Linked DNA regions of Sus scrofa: region 2 is linked to region 1. The links are chromatin contacts, called in public Hi-C maps. All regions are on one chromosome and are shown on one strand. Each heading gives the region's core, a stretch centred on a gene start, on an enhancer-like site or on the middle of the called end of the contact. The rest is flanking DNA. Distances are from core to core; before and after follow the strand shown.

Region 1 (7,594 bases), core at 1,839-4,338:
TGAGATAGGCTGGGCTGGATTCTTCCATTTAAGACCCTTCCCTTTGTATCAAAAGTCAGTATCAAGGCTGCAAAACAGTGAGCTTTGTTTGGAGTCTTAAGAATTGCAATTCAAGAGGCACAGATTAAGGTTCTTTTCTGGGGAAGAAAAGGTCAGGGGCTTATAAAGGCAAAAGCCACAAGGTTGTTCAAGACTTGCAACTGACTCAACACAAGAAAGTGAGGCAGAATAATAACTCAGGTAGTCAGTGTAGGAGCATGGGTTTCCACACATTCTTTGATATGGCTATTGATTAACATTTGTGGCTGAAGGACTCCAGGGAGTAACACCCCCACAGGCCTTGTTTGCTGTAGGGAGTGTACCTATGCCCAGATGGACATTAATCCCTACCCCCGCTGTGACTCAGTTTACAAGAAGAAATGGGCAAAGAAACCATGAGACTTATGGGACATTTCTACCCTAAGGCCCCTATTGGACAAAGACTGATATAGGTAATTGGGCAAGACCAATAGGAGAAAACCACATCTTCCTGGACCCCATGTTGGTACTCCCCCCATCTTTAAGGGATAAAACCCCTATAAGACAATAGAGAGGGGGGCTCTTCTCCCCCTTCCCAGCTGTCCTGGGAGCTATTTGCTTTCCTGTAATAAAGACTTTGCTTGCTTGCTGTCTATGTGTTCTTGAGGTTCATTTTTCAGCTGTGTGAAAAAGAACCCAAATTCCAGTAACGTCTTTCTGGCATCAAAAGGAAATATTTGTCTGTAAGGAATCATGAGTTATTTTAGAGTAAGGGTCCGATAAGTATCTTAAGTATCTGGATCACTGGGCAGATGTTCTAAATGCTTGTGTTAAGACAAGAAGGGGTCAAAGTTCATATTCCTTCAGGATGAGATGTGCATAAGTCACATTTCCTCAATGGCTTTAAGTTCTGTTTTGGTAAAAGGAATGATGATGCAGAACACAAACTATTGCAGGAACCACAGAATCAATAAGTTTCAGAATCATTCATGTATATCTAGCCCTACTTATTCTGAAGCTTCTGAATTCTGATCACACAATACTGCTGAACAAATAATTTGCTGTTCCGTCAGAATCTGAGAGTCAAAAGTGTGTAAAAGTTCAAACATGAGCAGGGATTTTTTTTTAATTGGATCCATGTGTTAGGTTAGGTGGCTTTCTTTTTACTGCTAGTTTGAGTCAAGGAAATCCTTATCTATATCGTTCAATTAAGGTTTTTCAGGGAGTTTAGGGGCAAGTTAGCCTAGTTCCTTTATATTCACCTGTATGCCTGTGTCTTCTCCAGAAAATTCAGAAATACTGATCCATCTGCACTCCTATCCTAAAGCAAGCCAGTTTATCCTTAGTTATTAAGTTCAGCATCCCCATAAGTAGGCCTCATCTGGAACACCACAATTTGATTTCTAGACAGAATATAAGAAAATTTGCAGAGTTCCTATTTTGGCTCAGCGGAAATGAATCTCACTAGTATCCATGAGGACAGAGGTTCAATCCCTGGCCTTGCTCAGTGAGTTAAGGATCTGGCATTGCTGTGAGCTGTGGTGTAGGTTGCAGACATAGCTCTGATTTGGCATTGCTGTGGCTGTGGGGTAGGCCGGCATCTAGAGCTCTGATACAACCCCTAGTAGCAGCTACAGCTCTGATACAACCCCTAGCCTGGGAACCTCCATATGCCTCGGGTGCAGCCCTAAAAAGCCAAAAGAAAAAAGAAAATTTGCTTCCAGAGCAAAAGTGGTAAAACTATAAACACAGAGATAAATAAGTGAGGTGGTGCTAGGTAAAGCAAGAGGGTGTAAAATAGAAATGATGTTACAGAACACAGAGACTGGAGTAATGGAACAGGAAAAAAAGTGAGAGTGGGAATAGTACAATGCTTTTGATATTGATAGGGCCTGGTTTACAAAGTCAATTTAGTGATTTTTCCAACCAGCATTTTAAAAAATGATATGCAATAGTATAAATAAGTTCGAATGTATAGCACAGAAGGATAAATATTGTTTTGGTAGCATTTTAAATACTTGAAAAAATGAATATATAACTATATAAATTATAAATAAATGCATGTGCACACACCCACACATATGCCCGGCCCTGTTCTGTAAACTACTCATACAGTGAATCTTATTCCTGAGTTTGAAAACCTCTGCAACTGCCAGGGGTTTTCAAACTCTGGAACAAGATTCATACTTCCAGGATCCAAAAGAATCCTGGCAAGGTAAATTCAAGGTCAAATGAGAAGGCCTCTTTTCTCTCCTTTTGCTGTTTAGAGCACTTAACCTATGGCGAGGAAATAGCGTATGAGGGAGGAGACACAGTCAGGTCAAGATAGGAGCAAGGGCGCTTCAGGACAAGGAGGTGCCTCGGGAAATCTTCGCGGGTGGTCAATTGATGACCTGGGGATGGTGATTTTGAGGGCTTCCCCTAAAAGCTAAACCGAAGGAACTTAGGCTTTCCTTGTCCCTGAAAAGCCTCCAAAGGCAAAAGATTTGCGCTGCTCCTGAATGTGACCCTACAAAGGGTCAGTCCCTTTAGAGGGGGATTATTTTGATCTCGAGCGGGGAACAGGGAAGTGGGCGGGGCGTGGGAAGCGCGGGAAGGCCTGGCAGGGTTGGTCCGGAGTGACTCACGCCGTGCTCTGCACATCCCACCAGAGGAACAAGCAGTTCTGCCCTTTGGGACCCAGCCGCTAGAGGAAGCCCCAGGGTGTGGGTGGGGTTGTGCCCTTTCCCCGGGCCATTGACCCTCCCTGCCAAAGGGCAGCACCGGCCTCCGCCTCCGGCCCAGCGGCAGGAGGGTTCTGCCGCCGGGTTCCCCGGCCCACGTGACCTGCCGCGCGGGCCACCGCCTCCGCCGCGCCCTGGCCCCGCCCCCGTGAGGTCTGTCTAGCCTCAGATTGTCTGAACAGCCCTTCTCTTTCCGCATTCGGTAATTGGCTGGCCAGGCAGACAGCGCCTGCCCCAACCCCGCCCCCGGAGTCGTGGGGAACGCGGGTGGGGGCGGGGCCTGGGCTGGAGGGGCGGGGTAGAGCCTCTGAGCCGGTAAAGGGGCTGCCTGGAGCGCGAACAGAGCGATCTACTGCCGCCAGCCGCCTGGCCCTTCCGACTCGCCGCCCTACTCTCCGCCCGCCGCCGTCACCAAGGAAACGGGCTGCAATTCCTCGCCGACCCCAAGCTGGTTTCATGGCAGCCGCGAATAAAGCAGTTTTGGGACCGTTGGTGGGAGCAGTGGACCAGGGCACCAGCTCGACGCGCTTTTTGGTGAGCCGGGGGTTGCACTTGAAGAGGTGCTGAACCTGAGCGGGAGCCTTGGGACCGTGGGGCGGGATGTCGCGTCGCCGTCCCGTTCTTCCCACGACCCAGAGCCCTGGCCCCCAGGCAAGGGAAGGAGGCCAAGGGCCCAGAGCGGGACTTGCCACGCTGGAGCTTCTCCGCCCGGGCCTGGGGGAACACAGCCTCTCGCGACCCCCGCAGCTGAGCTGAGCAGCCCTGGCCTTGATTGTGGAGCCGGGTCCCCTACTAATGAAGGGACTCCTACCCCAGAGGAAGCTAGGACTCGCCGAACATCCGTGCAGAGCGGCCCGCCTGCAGCCAGGGACAGGTGGCCACATTGACCGCTGCTGCAGTCTTCCCCAGAAGCATTTGGCCTGCCGGGAGCAGGACGTCCTTGAATGGGGCGGGGGCGGGGGTGGGGGGGAAGCTGTGTCACGACTGTGGTAGCCTAACCCAGCGTCCTTTGGAGCTGTAGAACGAATGTAGTATTAGCGTGATGATGCGTTATCTTCCTCTCCCCAGAAACTGCAGAAGGTAGAACGCTAGGAGGAGGGCGGGGAGAGTGGCCGAACACTTTGGCAAAGAGTCAAATTACACTGCTTTAACCAGAATCTTAATTTAATCTCGAGGATTTGTCAATTTTAGCTCTGATACTTTGCGCATTACAAAGATGATTGTCCTCGCCTCGCTTCACAGCTTAAATTGACAGGGAATTTTTTTTTTTATTTACTATGTATGACAGAGTTTTGACATAGTGGAGTGCTGTTTAAGTGACTCTCTGCTGATTAAATTGTTTTGTGCAATTAAAAAACTAGCTCTTACAGTGATCTAGCACTGAGTTCAGAAAGGTACTTTAAAAATAATTTAAATAAACGATTGTTGGTTAAGAGCCCATGCTTTCAATGGACATTTGACTAACCTGGCAAGTTGATGTAAATATTTAATGATTACTTAGCTCTCTCTTCACTTCTTTGCCTCAAATCATGTTTTCATGCATTATTTAGTATACCGTATATATACATTGTATATACACTGTATATATTTTGAAAGCTCTGTGACCATTTAGCTGAAACCTGAATTTGTACCTTGGTTTTGATACTTGTTTCTCTTGTCTGAAGTGAAAGCCTTTAGTCAAGTTTTAGTTTGAATGGTATTTAATGACCTACCCTGGTTTGAGCTGCCAAGACGTAATTCTCCTGTCTCTTATATTGTTTATCATATGATCACCCAGGGCAGGTTTCACTTTGTCTTGATTTTCATATAAATGTTTGGAAAGTAATCCTGAATCATAAGTAAGAAAGTTTGCCTAACTGGATTTAATATGTAAAATATTCAATCATTATTACCATCTTTCCAAATTAAGAAAGAGCATTGAGACATGTATGCTGACTAACTGTGGGTTGAATTTTGAAGCTTTATTCAAGATTTGCCCATACAGATGCTTGCAGGGGCCAGGCAGGTAGAGGAAGGAGAGCAAACTCAGGCTCAGGGGTACAGCCAAGCAGGAACATTAGCCCCGTGTTGCCAGATCTTCAAATTATTTAAGAAAAGCTGGAACTTCCAAGAGTTTTCAGTAAAATCTTCCTGTCCTCAAATGTTGGCAACTAGTTCATAAAGCACTGTAGGGGCCAAACCAAATGTGGCAGTTGTTCTCTAGTTTATACAGCCTTTGCCCTCAATGAAAGTGGGTAAGATATTTCATAACTTTGTAGGTTTCCTTTTTTGTTGCCAGCCTTACTGTGCTTGTTTTTCTTTTCACTCTTTACTGTTGTTGTCCTTGTCATCCAGCAGTCTTTATCTACTGCATGTTCCTGGTCCCTCAGTTTCTGTTGCCCAAGAGGCATCTTTCTGCATTGGTGGGGAAGGAATTAATCGACTTCATATTATCAAAATCAGTGGTTCAATGTATGATGTAAACAACATTAGCCTTTAAAAGTTGGGTTCAGGAGTTCCCATCGTGGTGCAGCAGAGACGACTCTGACTAGGAACCATGAGGTTGCAGGTTCAATCCCCAGCCTCGCTCAGTGGGTTAAGGATCCTGCGTTGTGGTGAGCTGTGGTGTAGGTCGCAGATGCGGCTTGGATCTGATGTTGCTGTGGCATAGGCTGGCAGCTGTAGCCTCAATTGGACCCCTAGCCTGGGAACCTCCATATGCCTTGAGTATGGCCCTAAAAAGCAAAAAAAAAAAAAAAAAAAAAAAAATTGGGGTTCAGGAGTTCCTGCTGCAGTGCACTGGGTTAGGGATCCGATGTTGCCACAATTATAGCTCAGATTTAATTCCTGCTCCAGAAACTTCCATATACCCAGGTGTAGCCATAACAAAAATTAAATTTTAAAATAAATAAATAGCAGTTGGGTTCAGTTTTGCTGTTGCTTGATCTCAGTGTGTAAGCTAAGGTGCAAATGCAGAAGATTCCCATCCTGCTTATAGAATGATGCTTAAAATTTGACCCATCAAGGAGTTCCCATTGTGGCTCATTGGTAACGAACCAGACTAGTATCCATGAGGGCTCAGGTTCGATTCCTGGCCTCACTCAGTGGGTTAAGGATCTGGCATTGCCATGAGTTGTGATGTAAATCTCAGACATGGCTTGGATCAGGCATTGCTGTGGCTGGCATTGCTGTGGCTGTGGCGCAGGCCAGCAGCTACAGGTCCTGAATCATCCTTAGCCTGGGAACTTCCATGTGCTGTGGGTGCAGCCCTAAAAAAAAAAAAACACACAAAATAAAAGTTGACCCATCAAGTTTCCTGCTCCTTGAGAAACAGCTGTGAAGAAAAGCTTCAGAGGTAGATTGAAGACGTAGTGATCCTGTGTGAAGTAGAGAAAAACTTGGGAATGGTTTTGAAGGGTGTTTCCCCACTCCCAACCCCCTTGATTATAAGGAAAGAGGTTGCTAAACCACTCCCTGAAAAATATAGATAATAGATTTGCTGAATAAGTGCTTCAGTCACTAGGTGATTTCCAGGAGTTCTTCCAGCCAACTAGTCCACGTTGTAATTATGACTCAAAAATAATTGCTTACCTTCCCAGGAAGAAATACAGCAGATAAGAACTGTCACAAAGAAGCTTATAAAGTGAAAAGTATTAAAATAATTTCCTGACCATTATTCACTACATTTACATATCTAATTCAACTTTCACAAGACCAGTAACCTCTAAACTTTATTTTCCCACCTTCTATGTCAGCTATATCGGCTTTCTCCCATAAAGGACACAACATTTCTTTATTCATGTTCTTTCACCCAAGGGAAGTGCCTCCTCCGTTTTATCCCATATCTGCTTCTTGAAATTCTTTTTTTTTTTAATTGCCACATGGCAGCATATGAAATTTCGTAGGTCAGGGATTTAATCCAAGCCATAGCTTTAACCTGTGCCAAACTGCACCACAGATGTGGCAATACCAGATCCTTAACCCATTCATTGCTCTGGGCCAGGGGTCCAACCTGCACCTCTGCAGTGACCCAAGTCACTGCAGTCGGATTCTTAACCCATTGTGCCACAGCGGAAACTTCTGCTTCTTGAAATTCTATTCTACCTCCAAATAGTGGCTCAACTGCCATCTCTTAGTCAAAGTCTTCCTCAAATCCTTAGAATTTTTTACCCTTCCTGTAGTATTTTATGTCTCTGTTCGTAGCTCTTATCACCCACTTTGTGTTATTATATATCTGTTGTACTTGAAAGCAGGAACCTCCTTTTTAAGGACTTGTTCATCTTTGTAGTCCTTAAAATATTTTGGTCAACATGACAAATGAACACCTTTTTTTCCTACAGGGAGCACTTTATACATGTTTGTCAACTAGATTTTTATAGGTCAACTGAATTTTAATTCTGATTATTTTTTTTTACCTTGTCAAAGAAACTTAAAATGCTTTGACTTGGTTATGTTTGATTACTTAATTGCTTCTATTTTAGTAGTAGACCTGCAGTTTTAGAGTGTGTTCATTTCTTCCTCTAGTTGTCAAAGAATTAATCTTGGGACCCATTGCACATGTTTTGTACCAAAGGAAGAATTTGATAGGAACCTTGTCTGATAGGAAAGTGAACTGGGCTTGGCACATGTTTACCCATATTGCAGAGCAGGAACTTCTTGGAAAGAGAATTAGTGTAACAGGTTTAAAGGAGGGGCCATTTCTTTATAAGACAAAAGCGTCAGCTTAAACAGTCAACTTCCTTCTTTGACTTGGTAACTTTTGTTTTTTTACCCGCTAGGTTGACTGTTTAAAAAAAAAAAAATGAAGGCGTGGAATATGTTGTGACTTCAAGTGTGTCAGGTATTTCGATGAGGACTTTTCCAGGATTATCTCA
Region 2 (7,594 bases), core at 3,777-6,276, 260 kb after region 1:
ACTACCTCTTTTTGAGCATTTACCATTGCTAGGCATGGTCTATATACTATACATTCTCTGGCTCATTTAGTCTTCATGAAAATCTTATGAGGTAGTCATTACACTATTTCAATTTCAAAAATGAGGAAACAGGTCAGAGATTAAGCAACTTTCCCAAGATCACACAGCTAGTTAGTGTCAAAAGTAAGATTTGAACATTTGAGCATTTTACCCCTGGAGATTATATTTTTAACCAATGCAATCTCCGTGTAATTAAATAATTTGTAAACTGCTAAAATAATCAAAGGGCACTTCCTCAAATTCATTTTTAAGACAAAAGTGGTTTGGAGACCAAAAAAAAAAAAAAAAGGCTTGTCTTGCCTTTTATTAGGAATATGTTCAACCAAGCTAAGACTGAACATATTTATGGATAACAAATTTTAAATGCATTTGCTTCACTTTTATCACTTTGAAATCCCTCACTGAATTGTTTGAACAATACAAACGTTGGTAACAGCTTGTTACTTCAACAAAAACCTAATAAAACTTTATTTTAAAATCTTTTGATAAAAAAATACACTGCCCATTTTAAGTAAACTTGGGTAAAATAGCTGCAAGAATTCCAATACCCTTGAAAAGTTTCAAAACAGCAGCAAGAAGTAGCGGAACAAGATATTCCTTTTGTGACAAAGAAAAACTCTGTTCTTTCCACAACACTGTAACACCTGCTCTAACAACAAACATTAACAGGGGATAGACTGAACTTCAACTGTATTTCAAAACCTGCGCCTAAATTCAGAAATTCTTCACTGACCATCTAAAAAGGCTATCAGTTTATCTCCCAGAAGAGCCATCTGATCCACATAGTACGCATCACTTTGGAAAGCTAAAAGTGTACTCCCTACTATCCCAGTGAGTAACAAAAAGCACTCAACCCCCAAGAGCTTCTGAGGCACAAGCTGGCTTTTTTTTTTTTTTAATCATCTACTAGAACCTCAGAACTTGCCTTCCCAGGAAACAAAGATAGCCAGGTTTCCAACCTGGTCCACTGAAGCTTAAACACTCATAAGTTATTTTATTATAACTCATAAGTTATTTTATTATACAGAAGTATAATAAAATACCGAACCTGCATGGGCAATATTTCTTTGGGAAAACCCATTTAGCATTCGACTTAGAATAAAAGCAACTATCCCTGCTCCACTCTGCTTTGGAAGTAAAAAAAGAATTCTTCACTCCCCTAACTGGGAGTCTGAGCTCCCCTAGGACCACAGGCCTAGGCTTCCATGATCAAAGCCCAGCAGGAGGAAAGGAATGAAAGAGGATGGTGGGCAGCATATTAGGCTTCAAACAAAAAGGCAGAGCTGCAGTGGAGGGAGATCAAGGGATGAAGAAGGCAAGAAAGGATGAAGGATGGGAGGGCAGCTAAAAGGAGCAAGGAAAAAGTGTGGGGGTTGGGGAGGGCTGCAGAAGAAGATAAGGGAACCATGGCTGCTCCTGCAGCAGATGGAGTCTCTTACAAACCTTCCGCCTCAATGCTCAGGAGAGAGGAGGAAAAGAAAGAGAAACAACTGCCTCCCTCACTCTGACTACTTTGCAAGGAAAATCGAAGTGGGTTAGAGGGTCTTGTCTAGGTCCCTCTTGAGCTCCTAGAGCACTTAGAGGAATTTCGGTTGCCTTCCTTGTTGTCATTCACTCTGTCAAAGAATTCAGTGTCAACTAAGAACTAAGGGACGGCTCCAGGTACCAGTAGAACAGTGTCAGAAAGAGAGGACGGAAAGGTGAGACATTTGAAGCAGGAGGGAAGTGGAATGTTGGGGGGTCAAATTAATACAATTGTTAATGAATTAAACTACAGTAAATGTTCTTAAACATTTAGGATTTACTCCTTTTGATAGTTTCAAACATTTCATCGGGGCTATTTCACTTTCAGACAAATTAACATTTCTGGTCATGGTAATAAACCAAGGTTTATTATGCAGAAAGTATGAAAATAAACTTCTAAAAAAACGTGAGACAATTTCCTGGTGCCTTTTTATATAGTGGCAATATAAATCATTTCAAAAAGGCTTTTTTATTTACCTGGTGACCACTCAGTTACATTATCATTTGTTGATTTCTGCATCCCCAACAGCCCAAATATCATAAGTAATTACCTTCACAAATAAGGATATAGTTAACCCCTTCTTGGAAGTATAACTATTAGGAAAAACTTGCTCATTCATCACCAAACATTGCCCATGAGGACTTCAAGGTATTTTATTTCAAGCAAAGCTCCAAACTCTGTAAGACAAATGCAGATGGGTCCTGAAGGAGACAGGACTTTTTCCTCCAGCCCCATATGCCCATGTTTCCAGAACTTCTAGCCAGGCATAATTAATTTGACAGGTAAACCTAACCAAATGACCTGCTAGAGGATGAGTGCACTTAGCATTCTTTCTTTTTTCTTTCTTTAAAGTTCATCTTTCAGTGGCTACTCTTTCAGTTGAACTCTCTTTTGAACAGATATAATGCCCAGATAAGCAAGTTCAGCAGCACATCAAAGATGTAAGAGCTGAGACCAGTGGGGCTCAAAAGGGACCAACTGCCATGGAATGGCAAGACAGTTTCCACTGTTACACCAACATCTCAGATACAGCCTGGAAAGGTCTTTCACTCTCTAGCCCCATGAAAGATTGGATCCCAGAACAGCTGCCATATTTTCTACAAACCACAAACTGGTCCAAAACCTCTGTACTACATTAAAGAAAAGAAAAACAGCATCTGTTATCAAATATTCCACTTGCTGGAGAAGGTAGGTGGGTGAATGAGGAGGTGGGTGGGTATGTGTGTGTAAACCTCCAAGTTATGATAAAGCAAATTAAAATCCATATAGTTTGTATTTTATTTTAGTAATGTAATTTGAAAAACTACTCAGGACCAGAATAAACAAAATGTTTGATCTCTTAAGTGTCCTGGGCATGATGAAAGGAAGGCAAAGTTATTGACAACATCTGAATTTCAGATAGGTCACTACTGGCTATTAGGAATCCTCACTAATCAGCAGATGTTCCTCACTAAAATGTTACCTCTGGCTAGAAGATGGACACATTTGAAAAGAAAAGAAAAAAAAAACCCAGAGACTACCTTCAGCCAAGGACACAGAAAGCTTTCGAGATTACCGAAAGAAATAAAAGATTTCTTTGTAACAAAAATTTCCATTTTCATAAAATTTGTATTCATCGGCACACACACTTAAGCAGAGTATAGTAGAAAAAGCACATATTCTAGAATCAGACACACATGAGTTTGAGCTCTGGCTCCACAACTTCCCAGCTATATGACCTGCTTAGGCAAGTTACTAAAGAATACTGGAGGTTAGTGTCGTTATCTGTACAACAGGGATAACACTATCTTTAGCACAGGGTAGCTATGAGATTAATGCAAACATACATAACCCACCAAGCCCAGTGCCTGAATACTCAACATTAGCTCTTTTTACTCCAACACAAACTGTAGAGAGTGTGCTGACAGTGTGTTAAAAAAAAATGTGGAAAAAAATTCAGAGTGACAGAACACAGATTATTATGTTCTGTCAAATGTTAAGATGAAAATCACTTATGTAATATTTACTTTCATTAAAGTCTTTCCCTTGATTAAGTGGGGTGGGGGAGTTGGGTGGAACTAAAACTGAAAAACTTCACATCACACATTAGTTTAAAATTATGTGTATATGTTTGCATTCTTCCAGTATTCATAAAAAGACGCTATTACAAAACTAAACCATTGGTGATGATGTCTAATAATATGAAAAATTGAATTCTCCTCTCAAAAGCCCTTTCTTAATCAAAATGTTTGTTCCTTCTTACTAATGTTCTATTATTGTAAAACATTTGCAAAGCAAAAAAATAAATCCCCTTATCCTTCCAAAATGAAAAAGTGTGTAAAAGAAGCTAGTCTGTTAAATTGTTCTTTCCCATTCATACCTGTTCTTTTACAAACCACAATACAGCACGTGCCAAAATTACTGTCTGATTGACAAATGTCAATTAAGAACACATGGAATTGACAAGCCCTGTCTGGACGAAAGGTGACAAGTTTTCTCAAGCAACTTAAATAAAATACGTTTCAGTAAAGACAGAAATGCTTTGCATCAAGTTTAAACTTCTGGCTTTATATTCAGCTTACTTAGTAACCCACCTCGAACCGCATCCCAGAACCCCAAATCCTGCTTGCAGGCACTTTAATGAGCTGGCACACAGTACTAACTATAGAACTCCAACTGGAAATAATTCTAATCTGTTGTTGGACCTCAGAGGACAGCTTGTATGATCTTCTTCAAACGAACGACATTTTCGCCTTACTCCACACCTGCCAAAAACCACTTACAAACCTCTTCCAGAGCAATTATTACTATTACTACCACCTTCCCCACGTCACTCAACGCCCTCAACAACCCCAACCTGGGTGTTGGTAATCTTCATTCCCAAACGCTTTGGCAGTCCACAGAGGTTCACTCTTTACAATGCCCAGGGTCCGGCGAGGAAGGACACCATTCCCTCTTCTCGGGGTGCGGAGGGGGGCCCAAAGTCAACCCAGCCCCCGGCCACTCCCTCTCTCCTCGGCCTCCTGGGGCGTCCAGGGCAGGCGCGGGCGCGCCAGGCCCTGCGCAGACCTCCCGCAGCCCCGCAGTTCCCGGAGTCCGCCGCAGCCTCAGCCCCAGACCGATCCAGTACCCCGCGACACCCGCAGTCCGGCACACGCCCACGCCCACGCGCACTGCCCGGGAGCGGGGTCAACGGGACGACCCCAGGGGCCACCCCCGACGCTCCAGCCCGGGCAGGTGCCGGGCCTCCTCGCGGACACTCACCTGGCAGCCGCTGCTTCCCGTCTGCCGCTGCCGCCGCCTAGCCCTCACACCAGACTCTTGCTCCCGCGGGGGGTCCGGGTCCGGCGCCGTTTCCCCGCCCGACCCCCCTTGGGTGCGTGCAGCTCGGGGCCCGAATCCGGTGAGAGCTGCTGCTGCCGCCGCCGCTGCCGCCGTCGCCGCCGCCGCTGCCACCGCCGCCGCCGCCGCCCCCGCCCCCTTTCCTCCCTCCTCCCTCAGTCGGCCCCTCCCACCGAGGCCCGCCTCGTATTTCCTGGATCCGGTCTCAGCAAGAGCTTGGCAAGCGAACCTCCGGCTTCAGGGCTCCCGTCGAGCGCCGTCGCTCGCCAGGCACAAAGATGGCGATCTCGCGAGGCTTCCCCCGACAGCAACCGGAGGGCGGGGCCCACAGGAAAGGCGGTCAATGAGGGTACCCTGAGCTGGCTGCAGAGCAAACGCTATCCCATATCGGAAATGGGCATCATGTTACAGAGAAAGTTACTGCGCCTGCGCGCGGGCGGACGAGTACGCATGCCTGAACAGCCCCTGAAATAGGATCCAGTTCTCCGTGTTTTACCTCTTTCCTTTAGAGGCACGGGGCGGGGAAACCAGGACTGAAACCCGGGAAGGGACTGGGCGGGACCCCGTGACGAAGTGGGAGGTGTCCCTTAAGGCTTGGTCATCCGTCAAGAGCACGAGCTACCCATACACTTTGGAGTCCCTGGGAATTGTCCGACCCTTTTCTTCCTACTCTCCCTGTCACCTAGCAGTCTTTGCAAAATCTTAGCTGCCCCTTCATCCTGTTAGCGGTTCGCTTGCTGTGTCCTGAGAGCTGGGCTCACAGCTGGCAACCACAGCCCTTCTGTTTCTCACATCAACATTTAACTTTCTCTTTCATTTTGGCGCTACTTGAGCCCTCTAAATCTCACACTAAGATAACTGCGTCTGTTCCTGTTGTATTTTTCCTCGCTCGTTAATTTACTCTTTTTCAGAGTTTCCTATGTGCCAGGTACTGGGGAAACAGATGTGCTCTGACCGCAGGGATCTCTTGGCCTAGGATGGAGATGTGTGAGAAAAAAACAGTGATGACAGTTCAGCACAGTAAATTCTAGGATAGAAATTAGTACAGAGAGGAGTGACAGATATTGGGGGCAGGGTGTCTTAAGATACTGTATCAAAGAGACAATTATTGAGAGGAGTCTCACAGTCATGGGATTTAGTCCAATGAATCAGTCCAGGTGATCCTAGAAAACAAACCACCGCAATTATTTTCACAGATAGAATTTAATGTAAAGAATTAATAATTAGATAACTGAAAAGGCAAGAAAAGAACTTTTTTTTTTAATGTTATGGCCACACCTGCGGCATATGGAGGTTCCCTGGCCAGGCATTGAATCCGAGCCACACTACAGTAATGCTGGATCCTTTAACCCACTGCCCACGGCCAGGGATCAAACCTGTACCTCTGCAGTGACCTGAACTGCTGCAGTCAGATTTTTAACCCCCTGTGCCACAGTAGGAAGAGAACTAATATATTGCTGAGGTAGTAACTACAGGAAGCAGCTACTATGCCTAGAGCTAGTGGAACCAAGGAAAGCAGTCGGGATTATTATTGTTATTACGATGTAGTTATTTAGACAAGGAGTCTTGTGGACCCGAAACTCAAACTTCTGAGTACTTCCTCTGAGAAGGAAGCAGTATCTGCTGCTGCTGGTGTCTATGAGGGAGGCTTGAGCTGCTGTGTCTGCAAGTGTGGGGAAAGCTGCAAACTGCATCTGACTGCTGCTATGGGAAGGAACTGCCACTGCCCTGCCGAGAGCTTCCAGACCTCTTGCAGCCTGGGAATGAGAATGAGGCACAGAGCAGACCTGAACTTGACCCATATCCTAAAGCAGAGCAGCTCCAGTGTTGAGAATCATTCATTTTAGAAACTGGATATGGTCAGAAAGGGGGCCATTCACTCTTGTCACACACCCACACATGGTGGGACATTCCAGTCATTAGGAAAAGGAAGGCCTACTGATTTCATTTTAGGGCACTACCCATGGGTTGTTAACATCACTTAATTGTATTATTTTATCTACCTGCAGGGAAGACTGGGAAATGGGGTCCTATTCTAAGCAGTCTTATACCTAGCTAAAAATCCTGTGACTAGAAAAGAAGCTTGGAAGGATAATCGGCAGCCCCATAAAATAATCAAAACTCAGACCTTGATTTGAGATTATTGCTTCTCTCTCCCAGTTCAAAGAAGCTTTCTGTTACTCAGGTTTCTGTTTCTCCTCCCTTGTTTTGCTAACCAGTTTCTTCTCTAGAGAAGTGGGTGGGAATGGAAGTGGGTAAATTGTTGCTTTACACATACAATCATAAGATAGTTTTGTCATCTCTGGACATGACAGATGTCTAAAATCAGCTCTCTCTCTCTCCCGGTTTCATTTGGGGGTTCTTAGGCTCCCACTGGGAAGATTTGATAGCACATCTTAGGACACAAATGATGCTCTTTCTTTCGTCTGGCATCTCTCAGCCCCTTGTCTTTTATACACTTGATGCTGTTTAAGTCCTCTCTAGGCTGTCAATACCTTCTCTGTGACAGGCATCCAAATGCTGGCTTTCTCATCAGGTGAGTGTGATTCTTCAACACCTTCCTCAGGGCATAGTTCTTTGATTTGGAATCAAACTTCTGTAACTTAGTTCCTGCCTCTTGTAGAATACCCAGAACTTCTTGCTTCAGGTATTGCCTCATCCTTTGGCAGGGTACAAGCAAGAAGCTCA

What was found. A called contact is a pair of places that touch in the nucleus more often than the background predicts.
Region 2: a Hi-C map of skeletal muscle shows a contact between it and region 1, with 12 times the contacts expected there. The contact joins the promoter of TAB3 here to the promoter of GK in region 1. A contact is called at or near these places in 1 of 5 promoter capture datasets (liver), 8 of 47 Hi-C or Micro-C datasets (embryonic fibroblasts, heart right ventricle, liver and 4 more) and 1 of 2 datasets of contacts at active chromatin or transcription factors (alveolar macrophages).

What each region holds. Positions count from the first base shown.
Region 1 is chrX:26,467,481-26,475,074 of Sscrofa11.1, forward strand. It overlaps GK (glycerol kinase), which reads left to right and starts at 3,089. Exons shown (of 19, transcript NM_001143708.1): 1 at 3,089-3,275. The coding sequence starts at 3,198.
Region 2 is chrX:26,724,013-26,731,606 of Sscrofa11.1, forward strand. TAB3 (TGF-beta-activated kinase 1 and MAP3K7-binding protein 3) reads right to left here and starts at 5,027. Exons shown (of 10, transcript XM_021080829.1): 1 at 4,829-5,027.